Regions from separate parts of the Sus scrofa genome. Here region 1 is linked to region 2. The links are chromatin contacts, called in public HiChIP or PLAC-seq maps. All regions are on one chromosome and are shown on one strand. Each heading gives the region's core, a stretch centred on a gene start, on an enhancer-like site or on the middle of the called end of the contact. The rest is flanking DNA. Distances are from core to core; before and after follow the strand shown. Region 1 overlaps VAV3 (guanine nucleotide exchange factor VAV3). Region 2 overlaps LOC106510205 (a long non-coding RNA gene).

Region 1 (3,901 bases), core at 1,168-3,667, 280 kb before region 2:
AGGAAGGGACAAAAACTCCCGAAGGAGAAAATATTTGTCTACAGATGAAACTAGATAGCTCATGTCTGAATACCTGGACAAATTACTTCCTTTAAACCCTTGTCAGGATGGCGTCCTTCAGATGGCCATTGTGCAGCATCAGAATCCCTAGGCCACACCAACAAAACCCTTTGGAGGGAAGCAGGCTGGGTCTACCCTGTATCGGCTTCTATGCAATGAATGGTAGACTGTACTCTAATAATAGGATGTTTCTCTTTTAATACTGTTGTCTTTTCTTTTTATCATCTTCTGTCTTAAACACCCGCAAATGATGATCCTGTCAAAATGTGCCATATTTAAGAGGTGTGAAAATCTGGATGATGTTAGGTATTTCCCCCAGAGAATACTTGAGGCAGCCTGAGTTAAGAGGATAAGATCTATGGTGGCAGCCCAGACTCAAATATATATCGAGGCGTAAAAATGTGCAGAAGTCATGGGTCTTTCAAGACTACAGAGAGAGAGAAAAAGTAGCTAATGAAAAGAGCCCTCGATGAAGTAGAATATTTAGTTTCTTACGCTCTGTCCAAAGGGACACTCTGAATTGGATGTTTCAAGTAGCTGCTTTGACCAGGCCAGGTCAAAAGAGCAGCACTTATTAGGAGTAATGAACCAAAAGATATTCCTGATCCCATCAAATCCCTGATCCCCACACCATCCTCACTTTATTCCTAACTCCCCTCCCTTCAAATCCTAACTCTTGGCAGAACACTCTCTGACACACACAGCAATAGCTTCTCAGATCCACCTCCTAGAGTCATGACAATAAAAACAAAAATAAACAAATGGGACCTAGTTAAACGCAAAAGTTTTTGCACAGCAAAGGATACTCTTAAAAAAATGAAAAGACAACTCAAAGAATGGGAGAAAATATTTGCAAATGACACAACTGACAAGAGATTAATCTCCAAAATACATAAACACCTCCTTCAGCTTAATATCAAAAAAAAAAAAAAAAAAAAAACACAAATAACCCCATCAAAATACAGGCAGAAGATCTAAACACAGAATTCTCCAAAGAAGACATACAGATGGACAGAAATCACATGAAAAGACATTCAATGTCACTAACTATTAGAGAAATGCAAATCAAAACTACTATGAGGTACCACCTTAAACCAGCCAGAATGGCCATCGTCAAACAATGTACGCTGGAGAGGATGTGGAGAAAAGGGAACCCTCTTACACTGTTGGTGGGAATGTAAACTGGTGCAACCACTATGGAAAACAGTATGATGATTCCTCAAAAAACTAAAAATAGGAGTTCCCGTCATGGATCAGCGTTAACCAACCTGACCAGCATCCATGAGGACACAGGTTCGATCCCTGACCTCGCTCAGTGGGTTAAGGATCTGGCACTGCTTGAGCTGTGGCACAGGTTGTAGACATGGCTCAGATCTCGTGTTGCTGTGGCTGTGGTGTAGGCCGGCAGAGCTACAGCTCCAATCAGACCCCTAGCTGGGAACTTCCCTATGCCACAAGTGCAGCCCTAAAAAGACAAAAGACCAAAAAAAAAAAAAAAACAACAACAACAACTAAAAATAGAATTACCATATGATCCAGGAATCCCACTCCTGGACATCTATCCAGAGAAAACCATGACTCCAAAAGATACATGTATCCCAATATTCATTGCAGCAATATATGCAACAGCCAAGACATGGAAGCAACCTAAATATCCATCAACAGAGGAGTGGATAAAGATGATGTGCCACATATACATAATAGAATACTACTCAGCCATAAAAAAAGGAATGAAATAATGGCATTTGCAGCACCATGGATGGACTTAGAAATTATTGTGCTAAGTGAAGTTAGAGACAGTGAGACACAAAATCATATGCTATCACTCATATGTGGAATCTAAAAAAAAAAAGAATACAATGAACTTATTTGCAGAACAGAAACTGACTCACAGACATTTAAAAATTACGTTACCAAAGAGACAGGGTGGGGAGGGAGGAATGGGCTGGAGTGTGGGGTTGGAAATGTTGTAAAATTAGGTTGTGATGGTTGTTGTACAACAATAAATATAATTCATTGATTTTTTTTTAATTATAACTCTTAGAATTGAAGACAGCATGATAGTTGAGAATGGAGTAATTGGTCACATGAATGAACAAATAAAACCAAATAGTAAGGCTTCATGTTATTTTTTTTTTTCGGGCCACATCAAAAAGTCCTTGGCATTAAATATTCTATCAAAGTAGCTGTTACACAATGGCTTCATGCATATGATTGTCTCAAAGCAATGATGCTACCAGAATGGGAGGGCACAGAAATTCCGATTCTGGTTCTGGCCACGACTGGTGTGAAATGGACAGACTGTGTGGCTTCTCTCAGCCCCAGGACCTCATCTCTAAAACCATGGGCTGCGGACTCTCGAACCGCAACTCCACCCACTAAGCTGCCACACCCCCGAGTCCTAGCAGTGAACCGAGAGTAGTATGACATTGCTGCTTTTTTCTTTTGAAGTATAGATGTACAAAATTGTGTTAGTTTCAGGCAAGGTGATTCAAAATGATATGTACATATCACAGATTATTTTCTATTGTGGGTTATTACAAGCATGGAATATGGTTCTTGTGCTATACAGTAAATCCCTGTTGCTTATCTATTTTACACATAGCCGTGTGTGTATCTGTTAATCCCATATTCATGTTTTGTCCCTCCCCATCTCTCTTTTCCCTTTGGAAACCAGAAGTTTGTTTTTTATGTCTGGTGGCACTTATATTTTTACAGAGCAGTGCTCTTAGACATGAGACATGTATACTGGTGCCAGGGTACCTGACTGTCCATACATGTTCTATAATTTGATGCAAACAATCAGTGGAAGGCTCTATACTTTTTTTCTACTAAATATATACTTATTAATGTTTTGGACTCTTGACCTGTTTAAAGAACATATGAACCTGGTTTTGGCCTAAATAAAGACCAAAGGTTTATAAGAGAGCACATTATGTTGTATAAGTGAATATAAAAAATATTTCACAAAATAATGGAGTTCCCGTCGTGGCTTGGTGGTTAAGGAATCCGACTAGGAACCATGAGGTCAAGGGTTCGATCCCTGCCCTCGCTCAGTGGGTTAAGGATCTGGCATTGCCGTGAGCTGTGGTGTAGGTCACAGACGTGGCTCAGATACCGCGTTGCTGTGGCTCTGGTATAGGCTGGCAGTTGTAGCTCCAATTGGACCCCTAGCCTGGAAACTTCCATATGCCGCAGGAGCAGCCCTAGAAAAGGCAAAAAGACCAAAATATATATATATATTTTCCCCCCACAAAATAAATGCCTGGGAAACATGGCAATGTCAATAATTTTTGTATTGTCTGACAAGTGAGACATACATGTATTACTGTTTGTTTTTATTTTTGGGTGCTTTTGGCTGTGCCACAGCATGTAGAAGTTCCCAGGCCAGGGATCAAATCTGCACCACAGGAGCAATACAAGCCACCGCAGTGAAAATGCCAGATCCTTAACCCACTGCACCACAAGAGAACTCCTGTTTTGTTTTGTTCTTTAAAGTATGTGTACACAAATTTGCCATATAGCAACCTTTTATATGGAAAATATAAAAGTCTACGAACTTTTGGAGTTCCCATCATGGCACAGTGGAAACGAATCTGAGTAGGAACCATGAGGTTGTGGGTTCGATCTCTGGCCTCGCTCAGTGGGTAAGGATCTGACATTGCCATGAGCTGTGGTGTAGGCTGCAGACACGGCTTGGATCCTGCGTTGCTGAGGCTGTGGTGTAGGCCAGCAGCTGTAGCTCTGATTCGACCCCTATCCTGGGAATCTCCATGTGCCATGGGTGCAGACCTAAAAAGCAAAAAAAAAAAAGTCTATGAACTTTTATAATACGACTATA
Region 2 (3,687 bases), core at 909-3,408:
GTTGCCAAAAGCAACAACCATGAGGATTCTGCTGGTTTCACCCTTCTCTCTCAGTTCCTCATCCAAGCAATAACTAAGTCCTATTAATTCTGCCTCCCCAAGCTCTCTCACATGTATCCTCTTCAGTGTTCTCATGCAAAAATAGCCACTGAGCATCTATTATCTTCTAGGCACTCTTTTAGATGCTCAGGACACCGTGGTAAATAAATTCACAGCCTTGCCCTCACCATCTTCACACTTAACATCAGCCAGGGTTCAATCAGAAAAGCAGAACCACTCAGCGTGATAAGAGACTTGTTATAGGGATTTGACCATATGCAACTTGGGGAACTGATTAAAGAGTTTATGTACAGTTGTTGCTTCTTCATTTGGTGCTGATTTGAAGTCAACAGGGCAGGTAGTTGGGAAGGAAAGAGGGACAGGAAGTGGGAGAGCAAGGACAAAATGGAATCCAAGGCTAGGTTGGAACCTAAGAGGAAAACTGGGAGGCTCGTCAGTTTCCCATCACCTCCGAGCCTTCACCCTTTATCCAGAATCCAATCCATAGCTGGCCCAGAACTCAGAGGAGCTGAACAAGGAAATCGGCAATAGTTGAATAGTCGCTGACCCTGTGCCAAGAAGGGGAACTGGCAGCAGCAGCAGTGCCCGACCTATGTTCACTTTCCATGTAAACATGGCTGCTGCTTCACTTTCCTCTTCCAAATCTTTCTCTTGAGGCCAATCCCGAGAACACACAGGAAAGGGGATTTGGGGAAGTCAATTCCAGTTTAACCAAGCTGACCCAGGGCAAAACCCACTAAATGAACATGTGGCTCCACCCACCGCTCATCTGTGCCATCCTGATCCATCCACCACGGGGTCTTCAGAGATGTTGCCACATGCAACTCCAACCACGTTGCGAACTCAACTACCACCAATTTCCCACTCAAATTCCTCAGTGACTCCCCATCAGCAACAGATGAAATCTAAATTCATTTGCATAATGTATTAATTAGGATCTGCTATGTTTGCAAGAGAGAGAAAACACAAAATAATTGTTTAAACAAAGTCGAAATTCATTTCTCTTTCAGATAGAAATCTGGGTAGGTGGTCTGGGGTTGGAAGGTTTTCCATGGCATCAGGGGCCAGGCTTTCTGTCTTGTTCTTTGTGGTTGACATTATTTGCTTTCTAGACTTCGGATGGGGAAAGGGACAAAGACGAAACAAACCAACAAAAAGGATGCACTCATGCTCCACTGTCTTTAAGGGCCTAGGGGCAGAACCCCTGGAGCCAGGTGACACTCTGTTTACAGAATTTAGTTACCGGCCACAACTGTCTTTAAGAGAGTTTAAGAAATAGAGTCCTTAATCTAAGCAGTTATATGCCTAGTAAAAATGTCTATTACTAACTGAAGAAGGGAGAAAACAAATATTGGGGGACAATTAGTTTCTCCCATATGTGACAAATAAGATCTCCTCATCACCGGTTCCTGTCCACTCCTCTAACCACTCCTGCCCATCCATTCCTCATCTCCATATATATATATATATATATATATATATATATATATATATATTTGTCTTTTTAGGGCTACACCCGCGGATATGAGGTCCCCAGGCTAGGGGTCAAATCAGAGCTACAGCTGCCGGCCTACACCACAGCTCACAGCAACGCCAGATTCTTAACTCACCGAGCAAGGCCAGGGATAGAATCGGCATCCACATGGATCCTAGACAGATTCGTTTCTACTGAGCCACAGTGGGAACTCCCACTCCTCATATTTTAATAGCAAAACTTGAACACTTGAGGTGTCACCCAACACTGTGCACGAGTAGAGTTTCATGGCTCCGTACACGTTCCCTTGCCTGCAATTCCCTCATCCACTAGCTCCTGGGCGAACCCGCACTGATCCTCCAAGACCTCACTGACCATTTGCCCAAGTGTTCCATCTCTTTGACCACCTCCTGCCCTTGGAGCAAACACTCATTAAAACAATTATATCATCACATGACAATCGTTTGTTGCCACATCTGCCTCCCTTGTCTGAGTTCCTTAAATGTGGTGCAGTCTTTTTAGCCCTGAATCTCAACATCGGGGCCCAGCGTCCCACGCCTAATGTGTAGGAAATGTTTGCAGAACAAAGACTTGCCAAACACAAAGGGATTGGTATTTTATTTGCTGCATTTCTATTAACACAGCCTTTAGGCTTGCGTAGCTAGGGGAAGCTGCCAGCCACAGGCTGCTCTGGCAGCAGCATTGCTGCCTCGCTTTTACTGTTTACGAAAGAGAGATCAAGGCAGAGGCTGGATGGAAAAAGCCTGCCTGAGGAGAGAAGTAATTGCTTCTTTATCTCTTAAACACAGTATTGAGGACAAGTGCAGATGGTTCCTCACTCCCCCTGCGCCTTCAGGGAAAAAGACAAAATGTCACAAGTCTAGAGCCAAAATACTATAGGATGTATGAGAAGGTTAGAAGAGGGTGCCAGGAGATGAACTCAAAGCCAAAATGACAAACATCGCTCATCATGGAGACACAGTATTCTTAAGACTTCGTACAATCTGATGGGGGGATAGCCAGCCTTACTCCCCGCAGTTTCCTTCCCTTCCCAGCCTCTATAGGGCATGTCCCCAACAAAACGGAGGCCTTTCAGATGCAGCTTGGTCCCCACTCTCAATCCCACCGTATTTGCTGTTCTTTTGAAAGGATATAAAGTCTCTTCCTTTGACACATAAGTACTCAGATAATTAGGGAAAATAGTCCTGGCAATTATTAGTATTACAGCTGTCATTATATTTTGCTGAAAAGCCCATATTAAAAATATATTCAATAAAAGATATTTTGAGAGAAATCACTTAACTCAACTATACCATCCTAATTTGTTATTCAGAGATTAGGCAGTAGAATGTGTGTGAGAGAGAGAGGGAGAGAGAGAGAGAGAGAGAACAATTCTAAGCCTTGATTGCATTGTTTTATGGACCATTTGAAAGAAAAGTCACAGGAGAATGTCTCCTGAATTATTTTAGGTGACTACTGACAGCCCTTTGTAAAGCCCCATAAGCTGTTAGTTTGGTGTAGCAAATTCTACTTCTAGGAAATCATCTTAAGTAAAGATGTTTATAAAAGGATCTATATCGCAGTACTGTTCATCATAGTGAAAAAAAAGGAAATAAATGTTTCATAATAGAAGATGAGCAAAATATTCCAGCCATAGAAATGACACTATAGAAAAACATTGTCATGCAAAGATGTTCATGAAGTTAAGTAAAAATATAAATATTATTTTAAAAAAAGAATATTCAGTGTGATCATATATTACAAGATGCTTTGGCTGGGTGAGAGCTGGCCCAGACTTAGAAAGATGGCAGATTGGCTTTGTCCCCAACCCAACATGACCATCTGTGTTAAAGCTTGAGAATTCTTGAGTATCTGACCACAATCTTAATGTACCTATAAATTAAGAAAGAGAGAGTGTAGTTCCCATCATGGCTCAGTGGGTTAAGAACCTGACTAGTATCCATGAGGATACGGGTTCGATCCCTGGCCTCACTTAGTGGGTTAAGGACCCGGCATTGCCACAAGCTGCAACATAGATCTCAGATGCGGCTCAGATCTGGCGTTGCTGTGGCTGTGGTGTAGGCCAGAGGCCACTGCTCCTAACCTGGGAACATCCATATGCTGTGTGTATAGCCCAGAAAAGAAACGAAGGA

The links. HiChIP or PLAC-seq counts read pairs in DNA pulled down with a chosen protein or histone mark.
Region 1: a contact with region 2 is called in an H3K27ac HiChIP or PLAC-seq map of alveolar macrophages. The contact joins two enhancer-like sites. A contact is called at or near these places in 2 of 2 datasets of contacts at active chromatin or transcription factors (alveolar macrophages and skeletal muscle).

The regions. Positions count from the first base shown.
Region 1 is chr4:111,971,642-111,975,542 of Sscrofa11.1, reverse strand. The region is part of intron 2 of VAV3 (guanine nucleotide exchange factor VAV3); the gene reads right to left. Among named protein-coding and RNA genes, the nearest start is that of VAV3, 150 kb to the right of the region's middle. Within about 2 kb of position 2,417, at least 1 of the 83 cell types and tissues checked has an H3K27ac peak or open chromatin away from gene starts, as enhancers often do. A contact at or near this core is called in alveolar macrophages, where this site is marked.
Region 2 is chr4:111,686,657-111,690,343 of Sscrofa11.1, reverse strand. All of the region lies in intron 1 of LOC106510205 (a long non-coding RNA gene), which reads right to left. Among named protein-coding and RNA genes, the nearest start is that of SLC25A24, 110 kb to the right of the region's middle. Within about 2 kb of position 2,158, at least 2 of the 83 cell types and tissues checked have an H3K27ac peak or open chromatin away from gene starts, as enhancers often do. A contact at or near this core is called in alveolar macrophages, where this site is marked.